Linked DNA regions of Zea mays: region 1 is linked to region 2. Evidence: chromatin contacts called from public Hi-C data. All regions are on one chromosome and are shown on one strand. Each heading gives the region's core, a stretch centred on a gene start, on an enhancer-like site or on the middle of the called end of the contact. The rest is flanking DNA. Distances are from core to core; before and after follow the strand shown.

What was found. Hi-C and Micro-C count contacts between places; a contact is called where the count stands out from the background.
Region 1: a contact with region 2 is called in a Hi-C map of ear, with 2.4 times the contacts expected there. The contact joins the promoter of LOC100282953 here to the promoter of LOC100273896 in region 2. A contact is called at or near these places in 2 of 25 Hi-C or Micro-C datasets (ear and tassel).

What each region holds. Positions count from the first base shown.
Region 1 is chr9:11,659,288-11,663,583 of Zm-B73-REFERENCE-NAM-5.0, reverse strand. LOC100282953 (40S ribosomal protein S17-like) reads left to right here and starts at 2,177. Exons shown (of 1, transcript NM_001291552.2): 1 at 2,177-2,851. The coding sequence starts at 2,265. The coding sequence ends at 2,693.
Region 2 is chr9:11,370,029-11,374,348 of Zm-B73-REFERENCE-NAM-5.0, reverse strand. LOC100273896 reads left to right here and starts at 2,759. Exons shown (of 11, transcript NM_001148288.1): 1 at 2,759-3,089; 2 at 3,921-4,320. The coding sequence starts at 4,010.

The DNA.
Region 1 (4,296 bases), core at 928-3,427, 290 kb before region 2:
GCCGGAGACGGGCCGATCCAGGGGTTCCTGCGCCTCCTCATCACCAAGGTCGCGGCTGGAGCGGCGGCGGCGCTAGTCGGCCTGATGGTCATGGCTCTCACCCTCTACGGAGCTAAGTAAGTTCCTAGTTCCTACCGCCGAACGACCTCACCGGCTATTTAAAATTCAATAGCAACAAGATTTTTTAACTCATTCAATCTTCTCTGATATCTTTAGGTTGCTGGACAGCAACGTCCTCTATATTCATTCTCTATATTCGTCTTTTACAATCTTCTCTAAAAGATTTCATCCTCTATATTTTTTTCCTCTCTAACAACATCCTCTAAATCACGTCCTATATACGTAAATATCTATATTAAAGACATTTTTTACTTTTGTACATACGTATTTATCATACTCTCAAATGTATTATACATATTTTAGTTTTGCTAAACCAGTTATTTTAAGTATTCAAATGGATAGAGGGTCGTCTAGAAAAACTCTATATATAGAGAATCCAGCAGTGTCCTCTAAATTTAGGGTGTGTTTGGTTGTGGGACAGCTAGGACGGGATCGTCCCCTGACGTCCTCTCTCGTCCCTCCAATTTTGAGGGACAACAGGGGACAACACAGGATAGTACTGTCCCAACCCTTGACCCAGAACCAAACAACCTAATTTGAGGGATCGTCCCATCCCATCCCGTCCTATTCAAATGGATAGAGGATCGTTAAGAGGACACTGCTAGAGAGCGTAGAGAACCGTTTGATCCTCTATATTATGGTACAGAAGCTTTTAAAGTATCTTGTTGGAGTCAGTCTTAAACCCAAACAAGCCTCTAGTGAGTGTAAAACCTCTTACACTCTCTCACCGAAACGAATATATTGCAGAAGGAACAGAACGACAAAAGCATTGATACGGTGGCGGCGTGATGGGATCCAGTGGCGAGCATATTTTCCAACAGGTTCGTCTTCGCAGAGCAGGTAGTTCATTGCTCAACCGGTCAAGCGTATCGGACAAGGAGTGTCACAGTTGGCACTCAGGCAATTTGAGGGCGAAGCAAAATCTGTTGGTATTGGTCTGTCTCATCAGTGGTCTTTGAGGAGGAGGCACCGTTTACCAATGTGCTTGCAAAAGGCGAGAGCGTCAACAAGGCTGAAACTTCTTCAATACACGCCACAAATCAACACATGAACAGTCAAAGAAAGACACTTCACCTCACCACATCCTTCCAAAGATGCCGTTCCCTTCATTTGATGCTGCTTGGATCGACAAGTGTCACAATTTACTTCGCCATTTTCAGCATTCCTACAACTCTATGGGTTACGATGGGGCAGCATCCATGCACTTAGATGGGAATCTAGCAAAGTGGTGACATACTTTCTTGGCAGATTATCCAAATCAGTTCCAATCTAGCAAAGGATGAGAAGATAGATGGAGAGAGAACTCTTCTCTTGATTACTTCTTTAAGATGTGTATTAAACTTAGAATCAATATTGCAAGAGAGTGGAGAACCCAAGAAGATAGTAATCGTAATAAGTGAAAGGAAAATGTGACACAACGATTTTTACCGTGGTTCGGCCAATGCCTACTCTACGTTGTGGTGACCTCTTTTGGTTAAGGGTTACACTCAACCCCTTTCAAGTGATCTAAAGATCAAACTTGAGATCAACAGTGAACCTGTACCCATCTATAATAAGTCAAAATCCTCCGATCCACCCCAATCCACATGAAATTGGAATAACCGAACAAGGTGCTTATTCGTTTCACCCTTAATCCATATGGATTGCGTAATATTGAGTTGGTTTAAATCCATAGTAAGTCAAAATCTATCCCTATTTATTCCAATACACTACAATTTAGGTCTTATTCGATTATTCCTATTATACATGGATTGTATGAGATTAGAAAAAAATTAAGAAAGTTTGACTTGTTTGGGATTTAAACTCACCAAATCCCACTCAATTCATATGGATCGAGAGCAAATCGAAAACCCTGATATATATAGAATTGAAATAACCAAACATAACCCGGTATGAACTGATGGGCCAAAAAGAATTCCAAAGCTCCGACACAAGCAGGCCAGGCAACAAAGCCCAACACTCGCACCATCTATATCTGTCCGCCCATATCAAATGAATAGCTCAGATCCACAACAAATAGCGAAACCCTAGCCCAAACTCGACCGCCTCTGCTATAAGTAGCTCCACTCTCTCTCCTCCAAGCCTACCCCAGCCGCCGCCGCCGCCACCGCCACCTGCCCCAGCGCGCCGCCGCCGCAGCCACCATGGGTCGCGTCCGCACCAAGACCGTGAAGAAGACCTCCAGGCAGGTGATCGAGAAGTACTACTCCCGCATGACCCTCGACTTCCACACCAACAAGAAGGTGCTCGAGGAGGTCTCGATTCTGCCCTCGAAGCGCCTCCGCAACAAGGTGGCTGGCTTCAGTACCCACCTGATGCGCCGCATCCAGCGCGGCCCAGTCCGCGGCATCTCGCTCAAGCTGCAGGAGGAGGAGCGCGAGCGCCGCATGGACTTCGTGCCGGAGAAGTCCGCGCTCGAGGTCGAAGAGATCCGCGTCGACAAGGAGACCATGGAGATGCTCGCTGCCCTCGGCATGGCCGACCTGCCCGGCGTTGAGCGCCAGGCTGAGGTCTCCAACGCCCCCGCCTACGGCCGCCCGCAGTACGGTGGTCCCCGCCGTGACCGCGTTTAGACTTCGCGGTGGTTGCCTCTTGATCGCACTGCTATTCGTAGTTGTTGTCCTACTATGCTAAACTTCTTTTAGATCTTTGGTTGCATCTGTGGCGGTTAAGTTTTGAACTTGCCTGTTATGGTATAAATTCTGAAGTGTTTGGTTCTGCGTGTGATGAACATGATAATTTATATTCTTGCGCTTTATAAGTTACTATGAGATGCTCATATTTTTTTATTTGACTGCTAGTTATCTTGAATATGTGCATGCGACATAGGGATTTGTATCTATGCTGCATGCTTTTAAATGTAATTCAAATTTGGTGTTGCTGTTAGGTTCATTGTGTACTGTGCAGATTAAATTTCTTTTTATTTTCATTCATTTGCTATACAGTTCAATGCTGCCTAGATGTTTGGCTGTTAGCTAGAGCCAATATGATCTGGGTCGGTCGATGAAGTCTTATCAATCCAATGAAACTTTAGCTATGCATTTTCAATTCAACTAGTACATTTTTAGTGTACTGAATTGGCAATATCTGTTAGCCTCTACTGAACTCTTTCTTTATTACTTGAAATTGGGTTTACTCTGTAGCATTACAACAACTTCAGATTATAGCATTTTTCACTTTCATATTTGTCGTATTCTTGTCCTCCATGTTGTCAGCACTGTGTGGTCTATTCATTTCTTTGTTTCTATAGGAAACTTGGCTTGTTTTAATTGTGTTCTATTGATGTAGTTGTTTAAATAACTTGGTTTTAAACTCATTGTTAAAGGCTGAAACGTTCCTATGATATAGAAGTAAATAGTGATCTGTTAGAACAACGATAAAGTGATTTTTCCCTTGAATACCAATATATATTGTTTGTTTGTATGTCATGCGAATTGAATTATATGTGCTTTTCTCTGTCCTTCTTTGTAGCATACGTTTGAAGTATATTCAATGGAATGTTTATTAGTACTTTGATTTGAGAATTTGTTAATGTAACCACACAAAGCCTCGTCAGTAGATGTTGTTGTAGAATGTTTCTACTGTTTTTTATTAATATTGTTCAACTTGCTGCTTCTTAAATCTATAAGGGCTAGTTTTGAAATTCAAATCCTCTCTAGGATTATTTTCCCCTCAATCCCTTCCAATCCCGGAGGGGATTTGAGTTATAAACTAGCTCTAAGGGCTGATTTGGTGACCAGGGATCACAGGGTTGGAGGGGATTGGGGGAGAAATTAGTTCATTAGCTCTAAGGGCTGATTTGGTGACCCGTGATCCCCTTGTCACCAAATCAATCCTAATTGTAATTTTATCCACCTGTTTTCTTTGATCACTGAAATTTATGTGTAGTGATGCTGTATTTTGGACACCTTCTAGATTTTTTTTGTGAATCTCGGCCTCATTAGTTTCACAAGGCATACATGTGAAATAACCTGCTGCCTTCATTTCTGTTGGCCAGCAGATGTTGAATATGACAATGGGGGGCCTGCCTGTTCTGGACTGATGGAAAACTATCGCCCATTTTTATATCAACAAGCCTCATAATTCATTTTATCCAGCAAGAATTGAAAAGAGGTGCTCCTCTGGGCAGGTTTGGTAGGTGAGACCTGTCTCACTGGCTTCAGGTTGGAACTAGAC
Region 2 (4,320 bases), core at 1,510-4,009:
TTAAAATATTAAATTTGTTATAACAGTTCGGATTACCACTTTCATCCCTGACAAGGCAACACAGAAATTGTTAAATGTTATAGTCCTTCGTCCTCCGAAGCATTATTTTCCTTGGGATATAATGGATTCCAGACGAAGGTTATGAAGGACATACCTTCATAATCGCAACAAATAATGAAGAAGGGTTTGTAAAGTATGAAAAAATAATATAAACACATTATTATTATTAACTCATTTCTATTTCATTATTATGGAAATGTTAACAAATTACAAATGTACCTTCGACTTGAAGAAAAGCAAAAATACCAGCGTGAAGCAAAAGCAAATGGCCAATGCGTGATTACCGGAGAGCGTGAACAGTACAGAGGTACTGTTCACCTATTTATAGGCACAGGGCGCAGCCTGTGTATAATTACATTTATGCCCTTTACAGTGAACTACAATAATGACACAGGATGTCATGGGTCTTTAAGTCATTTCATCTTTAAGTCGGTTCACCCCTTCGTCTTGAGACATGTCACTGTGCCGAAGCTTTATAGTCGATAGCTTTGGCGCTGCTCTGGAGAGGATCTGTCGAAGGTGTTTATTTCTTTAGGATCTTCGGGTACGAAGCATACCCCCAACAGGAAGGGATTCCAAAGCATTTTTGATATGCGAACTGATGCATTAGAGAGCAGATCCCTTATCAGGGGGTTGATGGACAAGCTTGACCCAAATGACATGACAATACGCCTAGGTCCAGGAAAAGAATTGAAAATTACAAAAGAGACTATTCGCCCCATATTGGGCTTGCCTAGTGCTGGAGGTAGGGATGAAAACAGTTTCGGTATTTTTCGGTATTCCGGAAACCGATTTCGAAATTTTTCGACCAGATTCACCAGTAACGGTATTTTTCGGAAACGGAATCGGTTTTCGGATTTTTCTATCGGAATCGGCGTGGTATTTTACTGACCGTTTCCTTCGGTTACCTATTTTTGTCGGAAATTACCAGATTTGGGTCTCGGAATTTTCCGGAATTGTCTCTCAAAATTTTTCGGAATTGTGTCTTAGATTTTTCGGAATTTTCCAGCATGTGATTTTTCGCATCGCCTGTACGTCTCTAGATAAGGATTACTTTTTTTGTATTTTTTGGATTCCTTAAGATTTTTTTTGGGATAGATGGTGTTGGAAGGTAGTTGTGATTAACGATTTGGTCTCTTGAACGAATCCACCCTTTACTATACATATGTTATGTATTAGTAATATATAATGATAGAGAGCCAACAGTCTGTCTTTTCCACACACTAGGTTTTAGGGTTTTCCTGTGAGGTTGTGAAAAAACTCTTTATGTGAGGAAAAAATATTTCATAAGTAAGCATGCCATGTCAGCTAGATCGAGTGGATATTGTGAATTGTGAACTTTGAGTCTGTGAACTTGTGATCTTTATGAACTTGTTATACTGGGAACTTGTTATATTGTGAACTTGTTATCTTTGTAAACTTTTATATTATAAATTTGTGATCCTTGTGAACTTGTTATATTATGAACTTGTTATATCATGAATTGTGAACTTGTGGTCTTTGTGATCTTTTGTCAACTTTGTTGTATTGTGAAGTTTGATATGTTTACCGATCGTATTTTAGATTTCGGCTGTTACCGGTGTATTTTCCGCACCAAACTTTCGTTTCCGATGTTTCCGAAATACCGATATTATTTCCGTTTCCGGAGTTACCGTTTTCAATTTTGTTTTCGATAAAAAATATGAAAACAGTAATGGTTTTAGTGTTTACCGACCGTTTCCATCCCTAGTTGGAGGTGACATGAAATTCACTGAATGGTATGATGAAATTGATGCTACTACAAACTTTAACTCTCCAAAAATCTTGAATGACTTATATTTTGGGATGGAGGGAGTACCTCTTTGTTAGTAGGTAGAAATATAAAGATGATATATATTATCAGATTTGAAATAGATACTCTGAATGGTTTGATTGCACACTTAACAATAAGAGGTATTTGAATGTACTAGAACTAATAATTAGTTGTTAAAATTAGTTGAGAACTAATAATTAGCTGCTAAAATTAGTTGAGACATCCGAACAGTTTAACTAATAGTTCAACTTTTAGCTATTTTTAGCAAATTATTTAATAGTTAGCTATCTATTTGTTAGCTAGGTAATTTTAATATTAATTTTTAGCCAACTAACTATTATCTCTAATGCATTCAAACACGTCCTCGCTAATTATTGTATTTTTCTCCCACGTATTCATTTGAACCATCCGTAGCAGGACTTGCGTAGGTCCACGCGTCCCATATCCTTTCCAAAAAACTGATGAATGTCAAACCGGCGAAAGCTTTGGACCTTTGTCCACGTGGTCGAAGCAAAAAACCGGTTCATTTTAAACGTGTCTCAGCCGACGTCCGTGTTTCTCTCCGCGGTGGACGCGCAAAAATTTACCGCGCACGTCACATCAACCGTCACGGCCGTCCAACCAGCGGTCGCTCAGCCTCTGGCGACCGTCCGATCATCCCGCGGAATATTCACGTGGTTCCCGGTCCAGCTCCAGGCTCCAGCACCTTCCCCGAACGGTCTGCTCCGTTAACACTCTCGACCTCCTACGGTTCTCTTGTCCAAAACGGATCCAGACTCGAACGAGAGGAGGACGGCGTATAAAAATAGAAATTTTTGCGTGGCCACCCGGGGGAAAGTTACAGGAGGGAAGCTACCGGCCCTATTTCACCTTCCGTACGTCTCACCCCACGGTGAGGAGGAGGAAGCAAACGTCGGAGCACGAGCACGCGTTCTTCGCCTCTCACCCCACGGGAGGGACGGGAGGCGAGGGCGCGGCGAGCCGGCGGGCGCAATCGGATTTGGGGAGGCAAAAGGAAAATTCCGGAGAGCAGTTCCTTTCCGCCTCCCCATTTCCTCCGGATAGATTTGGGTTTGGCCTGCGTCGATTAGTCCGGCGCTCGAACCCGCACCAATCCATTCGCCGAGGGATCGAGCAAGCGAGGCGTGGATCGCAGGCGGTATTCCCTGCCTGCCTCTTCTTCTCCTCCGCCTGTTCTTGCCGCGGTCTCCCCCTCCGGCCGATCTGGACTCGACAGGTTTGGTGATGGCTCCAGCTTTTCATTCGGTGATGCTCGGTTTGTGATTCCCCGTATGTGAAATTGTGAATGCGGGTGGTTTCAGTGGCTCGTTGTTGGTCTGCTGCTATAAAATTGCATGCTTTTAGGCAGGATTGCTGATCATGAGTGTAGAAATATAATTGAATTGTCCACCCTTTCTATCAGCTTAATCTTTTGGGTTAGATTGGTTGATGTATGCAACTTATTATGGTATATCAGAGACAGAGGTCTTGAGTTCGAATACTAGTTAGCGCAATTAAATAAAATACTTGTTGCTCGCTCCTATTTCATGTCTGAAAGTGAAGGGTGGTTGTTGACAGCTTTGAGGGATTTAGGTCCTAGACGAAACATATCCGCTTGGCTTGCATAACTGTCGGCTTGAATTGGAATTTAGATTGAATCTTTGAATTGCCACTATGTTCGTAAAAAAGCTGTATATATGCCTGATAACATGTAAACACACATTGTGCTTTGGTGATAGGTTCGTGTGATTAGTTTGGTCGACAAAAGGGATTTTTCTGGCTTCTATTGTTATTAAGATCTGTTTAGACAGAGAGACTATATTGCATATCAACTATGCCAGAATTCAAGTTGGTTCCTCTAAATCTTTTTATTGTGTATATATCTTATTAATCATTGTCTGGTCTGAAAAGTAGCAAGAGCTAGGCTGAATTGTAATTCATATTTATAGCGTTATTTCCAGCAACTTATGTGAAACATTTCGTTTGACATTATATGCGCCATTTCCTTGTACCTTCATACTGTAAAAACTTGTGCATCTGATTTAGCTTACTTTGTTCCAATTGGCAGATCATTAATTTTTTGTTGGCATACATTCCCAACCTTGATGTAAAGACCTCCTTCATTCAGAACCCTGTGTTTTGGAAGGGTATTTCACAATGAAGCCCAATCAGTTGATTACATCCCATGTTGATATACATAGGGTATACCCATACGAGTTCCAACCAGAGTTTTCAATGTCTCATGATCTTGGATTGAATTTGTTTTCACAAGCCGGTACAGTGCTGGGTACTTCTTTAAGACATCATAGGAAGATCTCTTCTTCTGGAAATGCAATGGTCCATGGAGCTTTCAATCGCCTCAACAAGCTTTCCCGAGCTCTCTATTTCTGGCTCTCTAGACCATCTGATCCTAAGATTTTGCGTTGGGTGGCATCTGTAGCAGCGACCAGTTCTAGATCTTGTCAGTT